3 separate regions of the Mus musculus genome follow, and all the other regions are linked to region 2. The links are chromatin contacts, called in public HiChIP or PLAC-seq and promoter capture Hi-C maps. All regions are on one chromosome and are shown on one strand. Each heading gives the region's core, a stretch centred on a gene start, on an enhancer-like site or on the middle of the called end of the contact. The rest is flanking DNA. Distances are from core to core; before and after follow the strand shown.

Evidence for each region. Promoter capture Hi-C pulls out the DNA fragments that hold promoters and counts their contacts. HiChIP or PLAC-seq counts read pairs in DNA pulled down with a chosen protein or histone mark.
Region 1: a contact with region 2 is called in an H3K4me3 HiChIP or PLAC-seq map of bone marrow-derived macrophages, with 5 times the contacts expected there. The contact joins the promoter of Rsph6a here to the promoter of Exoc3l2 in region 2. A contact is called at or near these places in 1 of 39 promoter capture datasets (maxillary cranial neural crest), 1 of 115 datasets of contacts at active chromatin or transcription factors (bone marrow-derived macrophages) and 1 of 9 other capture datasets (pancreatic islet).
Region 3: a promoter capture Hi-C map of pre-B cells shows a contact between it and region 2. The contact joins the promoter of Cblc here to the promoter of Exoc3l2 in region 2. A contact is called at or near these places in 1 of 39 promoter capture datasets (pre-B cells), 1 of 115 datasets of contacts at active chromatin or transcription factors (embryonic stem cells) and 2 of 9 other capture datasets (adipose tissue and liver).

The regions. Positions count from the first base shown.
Region 1 is chr7:19,052,774-19,056,365 of GRCm38.p6, forward strand. It overlaps Rsph6a (radial spoke head 6 homolog A (Chlamydomonas)), which reads left to right and starts at 1,914. Exons shown (of 6, transcript NM_031255.2): 1 at 1,914-2,600. The coding sequence starts at 1,972. It overlaps Sympk (symplekin), which reads left to right. Exons shown (of 27, transcript NM_026605.2): 24 at 497-673; 25 at 774-869; 26 at 1,142-1,525; 27 at 1,616-1,849. The coding sequence ends at 1,744.
Region 2 is chr7:19,461,142-19,464,866 of GRCm38.p6, forward strand. It overlaps Exoc3l2 (exocyst complex component 3-like 2), which reads left to right and starts at 2,146. Exons shown (of 12, transcript NM_001370800.1): 1 at 2,146-2,212.
Region 3 is chr7:19,795,534-19,799,097 of GRCm38.p6, forward strand. Cblc (Casitas B-lineage lymphoma c) reads right to left here and starts at 1,276. Exons shown (of 12, transcript NM_023224.5): 1 at 900-1,276. The coding sequence starts at 1,249.

The DNA of each region.
Region 1 (3,592 bases), core at 664-3,163, 410 kb before region 2:
AGCATCCTGTCTTTAACAAGACTAGAATTAGGAATGAGTTGTTTTGGTAAGAGTCTTGCTATGTAGCCCAGAATAACCATGACTCAAATTTGTAATGATCCTCTTGCCTGCTGGGATTGCAAGCCTGCTGCACCAGCTCTTAGACTGGAAATGGTAATTGAATCCGTCCTCCATGCCAAAGCTGGAGTCAGAGCACAGGCTGTCCCTAGGCAGCATCTGGCTAAGGTCCCATCCTCCAGCCTATTGAGTGTGGCCACGAAGTGGTGCTGTCCTAGCATATGATGATGTGCTAACCTAGGGATTGGAGGCGGGGCCCCTTTCCTGTATCGTGTCCTGGTAGTTTGCTGTGAGGAACTCAAATTCCTGGGTAGGCAGGTGTATGAACCCTGGAGTAAGATTTCAAGTGACAGCATATGGGTCCTGGGTCATGGCGGTGTCTTCAGGAAGGAGGTGGCTGGTTGGACCTGTGCCTAACGGCCCCCCTCCTGCCCCACAGGTATGGAAGTACCCCAAGGTATGGGAGGGCTTCATCAAGTGCTGCCAGCGCACCAAGCCACAGAGTTTCCAGGTCATCCTGCAGCTACCTCCACAGCAGCTTGGCGCAGTCTTTGACAAGTGCCCTGAGCTCCGGGAGCCACTGTTGGCCCATGTGCGCTCCTTCACTCCCCACCAGGTAACTGGGTGTGGTAGAGTGGAGCCGAGTGAGCAGGAAAGCTCTGGAAGGTTTGGTTCTATGTTATGGGGTTCTGAGAGGTGCCTTTCCCTTCACCTAGCAAGCACACATCCCCAACTCCATCATGACCATCCTGGAGGCCACTGGAAAGCAGGAGCCCGAAGTCAAGGAAGCACCTTCAGGGCCCCTGGAAGAGGTGAGCGCAATGACGCCCACCTACCTGTGCCTCTCACCCCAAGACGTCCGCTCATTAAACCCACAGTCTCCCAAGATTTTGTCCCTGGTAAAGGAAAATGGCCGCCGACCCCACACACCTTTGCACCAGGATGGAAAGTCTATGCGATGTGCGCTCTTTGCTTTCAGCAGCGCTGAGTGCTCTGCTTTCTCTACCCTGATGCGTGGGTGGGGGTAGGATGCGGGTGTGTGTTAGGTGTACCCTTCCTGAGCTGAGTGCTTCTCCCACCCCAGGATGACCTGGAGCCCTTGGCTCTGGCTTTGGCCCCGGCTCCGGCCCCGGCCCCGGCCCCGGCCCCGGCCCCGGCCCCTGCCCCACGGCCCCCTCAGGACCTCATCGGCCTGCGATTGGCTCAGGAGAAGGCCCTGAAGAGGCAGCTGGAGGAGGAACAGAAGCAGAAGCCCACAGGCATCGGAGCGCCCGCTGCCTGTGTGTCCTCAACGCCCTCGGTGCCAGCAGCAGCCCGAGCTGGGCCCACCCCAGCTGAGGAGGTCATGGAATACCGGGAGGAGGGTCCCGAATGCGAGACCCCGGCCATCTTCATCAGCATGGACGACGACTCGGGGCTGGCTGAAACCACACTGCTGGACTCTAGTCTCGAGGGGCCCCTGCCTAAGGTAGGAATAGATTGCAGCAGAGCCCTGGGAATGGGTCTGAGTGGGTAACTAGCTCTTGACCCACTGCTTCTTGCCCTCTCCCGCCACCAGGAGGCAGCAGCAGTCGGGTCGAGCTCCAAGGATGAGCGGAGCCCCCAGAACCTCAGCCATGCTGTGGAAGAAGCCTTGAAGACCTCCAGCCCAGAAACCAGGGAACCCGAGAGCAAGGGGAACAGCTGACAGCTGCGGGAGTTTGGGGGGAGGGGAGGGGCGGGACGGGGCCTCCTGGAGCTTTGCCTTAACACAAATAAAAGAGGGCGTAGCTGCGCCAGGTTAGAAATCCTGAGGATGTGCCTGTGTTAGACTGCGCCTGCGCACACCGTTTCTCACCCTGAGGGCGCCCCGCGCTGGTAAAGTAACGGTAGGCAGGCAGGGTCCAGGATAGGGCAGCACACTTTTTCCGAGGCATGGGGGAACCACCGCCCAATCCTGACCCCTCTCAAACCCGGAGGGCTTCCCAAGGCTCAGAAAGGGCACGGAGTCAAGAGTACTCTCAGCCTCTGTTAACCATCCCAGAGGATGGGTTGAACCGACCACCTCCGCAGCGGGGCAGTCGGAGCAGTCAGGGCAGTCAGGACCTGCAGGGAACTGGTCTACCCCACTGGCCACAGAGGTCCAGCCTGGTCCCAGATGTTCAAGGTGATGAAGGCACCGAGTACCACCAGTCCATGCCCTTAGGCTACACGCCAGGCTTTCCCATGGAGTTCTCGCAACAGGGTTACCTGGATGATAGCAGGATGATGGAGCAGTTCCCACAGGGCCAGGACCTCTTAGAACAACTGGAGTCTACCTACCAAGGCTCGGCTTCTGGAATCCTGGGCCAGCTCAACTTGTATCCAAGAGAGGATGAGATATTCAGCCAGGACACACAGCACGGACCCTACCTGAGAGACGACCCCTCCCTCCACCTGAGGCCCTCTGACCTGGGCTTCATGCCCATTGTTGGAGAGGTACCTGACCCCGAGCCTCGTGAGCTGGCAATACAGAACGCCAAGGCCTACCTGCTGCGGACCAGCATGAGCTGCAACCTCAGCCTGTGAGAGGAGGTGGAGGGTGGAGAAGGCGGGCAGCTGACTGGGAAGGGCTCTAGCCAAGGCTGCCTCAGGTGTGGGGTCTCTGGATGTCTAAGTTAGCAGAGAGTTGGGGAAGGAATAGCAAGTGGAGCAGACACAGTGCCAACACACACCCCTAACATCTAGTCCCAGCCACTAAGCCTGTTTTTGCAGGAGACTGAACCAGAGAGGCTGGGTTATTTAAAATCACAAGCTAAGAAGGGGGAGGGCCAGTATTCTAGAGCAAGGCCTCTGGTTCCCAGGACCCTCTACTTGTCAGAGTCAATGAGCTGCAGCCACTGTCCCCCTCCTTCCATTCAGTGTGTTATAAAGAATGAACTGTGGATGTCAGATGTGGCATGGTCAGTGAAAAGGACTTAGGTGGCCAGGCAGGGGGAGGGACCTGGGATAGCACCTTGCACATAACAAGAGGTACAGTGATTGAGACTCAGGGCACAGCAAGGCCTTGGAAGGCTGCTGCTGTCTGGGACCACAGTGGGAAAGGAAGTTAGTGACGCAAGGCTGGCTAAAGCACATAGCCGATTCCATCCCTCCCCTGCTAAGAACCTGCTATGGCTCCCTAGTGCCTGGGAGAGAATATTCAGGAGGTGCGGCCCTGCCTGCTGTCAATATGCAATTTCTACTCATTACTTAGTTGTCTCTACCTCAGGCCCCAGACCCAGTCAAAATTAACCCATAGCATTTCGCCAATATATTCCCAGTCTTGAGAGCTTCAAGGTTCCTTCCTGAAGCACCCTGGCTAGTCTCACTTTTTTCTCCTGTTCTCACCTCTTTTAAGTCTCTGAGAGCATGTATGTATGTATGTGAATGTGTGTGCATGAGTGTGTGTGTGCGTGCATGTGTGTGTATGCATGTGTGTGCATGAGTGTGTGTGTGTGCATGTGTGTGTATGCATGTGTGTGCATGAGTGTGTGTGTGCGTGCATGTGTGTGTATGCATGTGTGTGTGTGTGTAA
Region 2 (3,725 bases), core at 896-3,395:
TTTTTTTTTTTTTTTTTTTTTTTTGGAGACAGAGTTTCTCTGTGTAGCCATGGCTGTCCTGGAACTCAGTCTGTAGACCAGACTGGCCTCGAACTCAGAAATCTGCCTGCCTCTGCCTCCCGAGTGCTGGGATTAAAGGCATGCGCCACCACGCCCGGCGAACCCTCATCTCTTAACTGCAGTGATTTCTTTTTTCTCAGTAATAGTACAGTCAAGGTGTAACTTTAAACCACAGTGCATGTGTAGATAAAATGCTTCAAACCAGGCTGATAACATGTCTGGCATCCCAGCATTTGGGAGGCAGAGGTAAGCAGACCTCTAAGTTTGAGGCCAGCCTGGTCAACAGTTTTATTAGAGTAGCCTTGGCTGTATAGTGAGACCCTGCTTAAAAAAATAAACAAATTAACGTGGGATCTAGAAAATATTAAGGGAAGAGCTCTGAGTGTGTTTCTAGGAGCTTTGTAGGGTAAGAAAGGGTCCCTGAAGTGGAATGGTCCCGCTCTGACAGCTGCAGTACTCACATACACCACCAGGGGGCAGATGGTTGCCTTTCTACTTACTCAGGGTCTTTCTGTTCCCCTTTCCAATGAAACTTCATTTCCAAGGGGTGGAGACTGAGGCTTACAAAGTGTATGGAGCTTGAAAATGTTACATTTCGTAAAAGGAACCAGAAACAAAAGGTCACACCGAGCAATATAGTTCCTACGAAATGTTCAAAAGCGGGAGACTTAGTGGAGAAACCAAGAACCCTGGATTCCTGGCTTCCTGGGACTTTGGAAAGGAGAAGCGGGGGGGTGGGGGGGGGTGGGGGGGTGGGGGTGGGGGGACACTGCTGTAGCCCATGAGTTCGCTTCAAGGAGACCGAGATGTTCTGGAATCGGATGTTAGCACTTTCTGCTGCAACCCTGGGAGTGCATAAAGATCCATTAAACCGAAAGGCATAAAAGTATGAATGTGAAGCTGGAGAACGGAACTGAGCAGTGGTTAGGAGCACTGGCTGCTTCTGCAGTGGACCAGGGTTCAATTCTCAGCAACCACGGGGCAGTGGACAACCACCCAACTCCAGTTCCAGGGGATCTGTCTCCTTCTAGTGGGCTTGGGCACTGCATGCACGCAATACTTGTAGTCACTCACAAACATAAATAAATAAATAATACACTTAAAAAAAAGTCAGATCTGCTGCACCTTCATTGGAGTGGGCGGGTTGGGGAATCTGTAAAGGATTGACTGGGAAGTAGTATCATGGCAGAGCACATGACCATCGTGCACAGGGCCCTGAGTTCAATTCCCCGGCACCCCCAACACATACATGCAAAGAAGAGTCAGGCAAGGTGGCCTAAGCCTTCAATCCCAGCACTTGGGAGGCAGGATCTTTGTGAGTTCTAGGCCAGCCTGGGCTACATAATGAGGCCCCGTCTCAAAAGGAGAAAAAAGGAGAGCATGCACGTGCAGTTGAGTCTATCATCTGATGGAAGGTGCTCTGTGGTTATGATACAATACAGCTAGGTCCCTGGGAGACTGGCCCACAGTGGGGGACAGAGGCAGAGGAGTGATAGAATCTTGCTATGAGTCACTGGCTGTTCTGGAATTCATTCTGTAGACCAGGCTGGCCTCAGAGATGCCACCTACCTCAGCTTCCCCAGTGCTGGGATTAAAGGCATGAGCCACCACCGCCCCACTGGCCGAGAGCTACATTTTAAAAGCCATGACAGGGCTACCCCACTGGGTCCTCAATCCAGCCTCTGGGACCAGTGGAGTTTCCTTTGAATCCTGTCCCCCAGCAGAGGATACAAGAGGAACACATGCTCCCTTGAGACCCTATCCACACCTCCATTACTCCAGAGCTCAGCTGTGGGCCCCTGTCCAGCTCAGGGTGTCTCCCCTGGGCACACAGGATGATGTTGTTACCTTGGGAGGCGTGAAAAGCAGGCAGGAGGGCGGGCGGATTCCGGCAAAGCTGGGAGGGGGGGTAAGGGCGGGGAGAGGGGTCTGTGGCCCTTGTCACAGCAGGGCCCAACCACAGCCTGGCCTAGAAGGGCAGACAGATAATGGGGCCTTCCAGCCCCTGGCCCCAGAGAGGGAGGGGCTTCCTGACAGGAAATTGTCCTCCTCCAACCCCCCCCCCCCTAGATCCAAGCTCTCAGCAGTCCTGGCCCAAGTAGTCTGGGGACTGGACAGCAAGAGGGGACAGAAGGACAGGCACAGACAGAAGGTGAGTGTCGGGGTGAAGAAAGCATGCCCCCAACTTCTTCCAAAGATGGGACACCTCATCAGAACCCAGAACTCTGGAGGCAGGAGGGCTGGGTGAGCAGATGCAGGCTGAAGGCTGGGTTTGGTGAGTGCTGCGGTGAAGCGGCGGCGGCAGGGACTGGGGCTCTGGGATCCAGAGAGGTAGGAAGGACTTGTAGAGATGGGGTCCACTCCTGGCTGAGGGAGATGGGGATGTTAGGTCTAATGCACTCTGACACTCTGACACTGGATGGGGACACCCCCGTGGGGTGGGCAGCCAGTGCCTGGCTGCCTCCAGTGAGGAGGGTTGCAGCTACCAGAAAGCCACACACACACACACACACACACACACACACACACACACACACACACACACACAGGCTCCTCACACCTGCAGGGCCAGCACTAAGGAGCGGAGGCTGAGGCAGGAGGCTGGCCGGTTTGAACAAGCTTGGATTAGGGATTGAGACTCTGTCTCCATTAATTAATTAATTAACTAATTAATTAATTAATTAAATAGAAAGGAAGGGCTATCAAGATGGCTCAGCAGGTAGATGCTTGCTGCCCTGAAGAGCTGGATCCAGTCACTGTGACCCACAAGGCAGAGAGGACCGACGATTGCAAGTTCACATCTGAACCCCACATACCGACCATGGCTTGTGTGCCCACATACAAAATTAATTAATTAATTAAAATAAAGAGAGAGAGAGAGAGTGATCAAGAGAGGCTAGGATAGGATATGAAGGCTGCCCCGGCTGGTGATGCTGATGTCAGAGTCAGGCTCAAGGATGTGTAACCTAAAAGGATCAGTTTTCGAACATGGACCTTAGGACTTTTTTTTTTTTTAATAATTTTTCAGCTAGGCAGTGGTGGTGCACACTTTAATCCCAGCTCTCAAGAGGCAGAGGTGAGTGGATCTGTGAGTTCAGGGCTAGCCTGGTCTACAGAGTGAGTTCCAGAACACTGAAGGTTACAAGAGAAACTCTGTCTAGAAAAACTAAGAAAACAAAATTCCCACAGAGTCTCACGTTGCTCAGTCTGGTGTCAAATTTCTATATACCCAAAGACTATACTGACGCTCTGGTCCTGCCCTCCCTCTCCCCAGTGTGTGGATTGCAGCCCTGCATGGCTGCTGGGGTGGGAAGCCAGGGTTTCTTGCAAGCCAGACAAGTACTCTACCAACTGAGCCTCGTCCCCTGCCTTGGCTTTTGATGTTTTGATCTCACGTGACTCAGGTTGACCTCCGGAGTTGCCAGGATTAAAGGCATAATCTTCGCATTTAGAGATTGTCTGTATACGGGGTCTCACTTGAAACCTGGGCCTCAAAAATCTCAAAAGCATGTGGTCCTCCGGCCCCAGCCTCCGGGGACTGGGATTACAGGAGGCTGCGCCACCACACCCGGCTCCATGCTGGGGGCTTGGGGGTGTCAGGAATTCTGAGGAGGAGGGTTTGGGGAAAGGCTGGCAGCGAGGAAGAGGAGGAGGGGCCTGGAGAG
Region 3 (3,564 bases), core at 26-2,525, 330 kb after region 2:
ACTACATAAGAAAGAAAAAAAGAAAGGAAGAAAGAAAGGAAGAAAGAAAGAAAAAAGAGATATGTATTTTCATTATATATACACACACACATACATACATATATATACACATATATATGCACATGTGTGTCTCTATATATTATACTATATATATATATGTGATATATATATTTATTTATTCAGGCAAGTCACAACAAGGCTAGGGAGCCAGACCCAAATCACCAGTTTAGACCTTGCTCTGGGTTCCAGCTCCAGTTCTATGCAGTTGTCCCACAAGCCAGAGGGCAGGCACGTCTAAGATCCTTGGAACAGACATCTTTGCTGGAACCCAGACAGGTGGAAGTGGAGGTGGGAGTGGGGGCTGGCCTGTTTCTCAGGCTGGACAGGTGGGTCCAACTCATCCTGCCTCCCCAACAGGAAGTTTGCTCTTTTATTTTTTGTTGTTGTTCCGAGACAGGGTTTCTCTGTGTAGCCCTGGCTGTCCTGGAACTCTTTGTAGACCAGGCTGGCCTCGAACTCAGAAATTCGTCTGCCTCTGTCTCCCAGTGGGATTGAAGGCGTGCGCCACCACTGCCCAGCTGAAGTTTGCTCTTCTAGGAGAGACACACGCCTGCACCCCAGGTTCAAGCTGATCTACAAAAGGAAGAAAGGGGGCCTGGAGGCAAGGGTGCTTAAAGGGGGGAATAATGGGGAGGAAGGCTGGACCTGTACTCCTGGGTCTGATGGAATAAAGGGTCTTGACTTTTGGGTCTGATTGAGGAGAGTTGAAGCTTGTACTTCTGGGTCTGAAGGAGGAGGGTGGAACCTGGACCCCTGGGTCTGAGGGAACAGGCGGCTGGTGGCACACAATCCGGAAATCACTAGTTTGTGACTTGTCTCTGAGGTAGGTTAGCGCTCACCTGAATCTGGAGCCCTCCCGGAAAACATCCTGGTTCACGTCCTTTTTGCCTCGGGGTGGCAGGAGCTCCGCCACCTGCCTGCCTTTGACCTCCAGATTGGCCAGGTAGATGGCCAGAAAGTCATCGGCGCCACCGGGACCCTCGGGGTCTTCCCTGGCCTCGCGCCGGGCCTTTGCCACCTCTCCAAGTAGCTGCGCGGTGCGGGGCAGCAGGTCCCGCAGGGACGGGGGCCCCGTGACCATCCTGGGATCCCTGCATTGCTCTTCTAGGCGCTGGAGCAACTTCACCGCCCGGCTAAGCGCGCGTGGCTCGCCCCGCTGCCACCCTCGCGGGGCTGCCGCCGCAGCCATGGGTCCCTCGGGTGGCTTGGGACTGGGACGGAGGGGTGTGGCGGGGAAAGGCTCCAGGTAGGGGCGGGACCAAGAGGGAGCAGGGGGCAGGTCCTGGAGGACCAGGAGGGGACTGTAGGTAAAAGGGGCCGGCCTGGAGAGTCTGAGGGAGGACGGCTGAAGCTGGACGCCTGTAGAGTCTGAGGGAGGAGAGCTGGGACTAGACCCCTGGGTCTGAGAGAGGAGGGCTAGAGTCTGGATTTATTGGTGTTGAGAAAAGAGGTGGTTCCGCAAGTAGGGCTCTGGGACAAGGCACCCTTTCATGAATTGTGGCTGAAGCTGTCAGTCTTTCTTCATAGGGGAGTCAGAGAGCTGAGTCTTCTAAGAACAGAAAGTCAAGTAGTTACTCTATGTCCCCGAGGTAAGGTACTAGAACCACCGGAGTTCGGGCTCCCGTGGCAGGTAAGGGAAATTTAGTTACAGTTTAAGTACCCAGATTTTCAAAAGAGGTGAAAGGGGTGTGGCGGAAAGTGGCGTTCAGGAATGCACAGGGCTGCAGGAAGTGGCTGCCGGGCAGGTTTGCACCCCAACCTGCCAGACCTGTAGGTCCGCCCTGATTATGCTTCAGACAGCCACCAGAGGGCGCCGTGGACACGGTTCTCTCTGCCCCAGGGCACCCAGGGCATCCAGCAAGCCAGCCACCACCCCAGCTAGGCCCGGTACTGACTCCTCAGCCTGCCTGCTCTCTCACTCTCTCCTTCTCCCTTCCTCTCCCTTCCTCTCCCTCCCTGTTTGGCAAAAACTCCAGATCCAGGAGATCTGAAGCCTCTGTCCTCTGAAGACACCCTGGGTAAGCACACACACACACACACACACACACACACACACACACACACACACTTTGTTGTTCTAGCTTTGTTTTTTTAGACAGTATCTCACCATACAACCCTGGGCGTCCTGGAACTCTCTCTGTAGACCAGGCTGGCATCAAGCTCACAGAGATCTGTCTGCCTCTGCCTCCCAAATGCTTGGACTAAAGGCACGGGGCATGCCTGGTACAATATCTTTTATTATTAAAAAAAAAAAATCCCAGCACGATGGAGTCAGAGGGAGACTAATTTCTGATTTAGAGCCAGCCTGGTCTACACATTGAGAGTTCCAGGTAAGCCAGAGTTACACAGAGAAATCCTGTCTCCAAAACAAACAAACAAACAAACATAAAAAATTGAAGTTGAATGTGTTTTCAGATAATTTTAAACCTAATTATTCAGGAAGAAGAGAACAAAGATGTTGAATTATGGTCCAGCCTGGGCTACAAAGCAAGGTTCTGTTTCTAACAACCGAACGGGGTTGGGAATTTGGCTCATTGGGTGAAAGTGCTCCTCACCAATCCTGACAGCCTGAATTTGGTTCTCAGAACCCACAGAGTGGCAGGAGAGAAGGGAGTAATATGAGCTGTCCTCTGACCTCCACATGTGTCCACAGTCATGCACGCACGTAAATAAACAGACATAAACCCAAAGAAAAACAAACTTCTCCCAAACCACCCAATCCATCCCCAACACACACACACACACACACACACACACACACACACACACACACACAAACAAAACCTAACAGAAGGCCCATCTTTGGGATCTTTGGGGCTGGGTTGGGATGTAGCTCAGTTGGTGAATGTTTGTCCAGAACATAAAAAGCCCTGGGTTCCACCCCCAGAATCACAGACATGAATTATAGTGACCTGTGCCTGTTAACTTGGGAAGAGGAGGCAGGGAAATTACCAGTTCAAAGTCTACTTCATCTACATATCAAGTTCGTAGATTTGGTTTGGGCTATGTGATCACCTGCCTCATTCCTTCCCCAATAAAATGACCAAAATTAAAATACTATGTATGGTATGATTCTATTCCTATGAAATATACAGAATAGGTGACTTTAAAAATTAAAATATAGTCAGGCAGTGGTGGCGCACGCCTTTAATCCCAGCACTTGGGAGGCAGAGATAAGCAGATTTCTGAGTTCGAGGCGAGTCTGGTCTACAGAGTGAGTTCCAGGACAGCCAGGGCTACGCAGAGAAACCCTGTCTCAAACAACAAAAACAAAAACAAAAACAAAAACAAAAACAAAAACAAAAAAACCCAACAACAAAAAACACCAACCAACCAAAAAAATATAATATGTATTATGTTTTAATTTGTAATTTAACTTGTAATTAATAATATGTAATACCACTGATGATATATTTAGGGTCATTAGTATATGGGAAAAGACAGGAACTAACAATGGGTTTCTTTTCACTTTTCTTTCTTTTATTAGTATAGCCCATGTAGAAC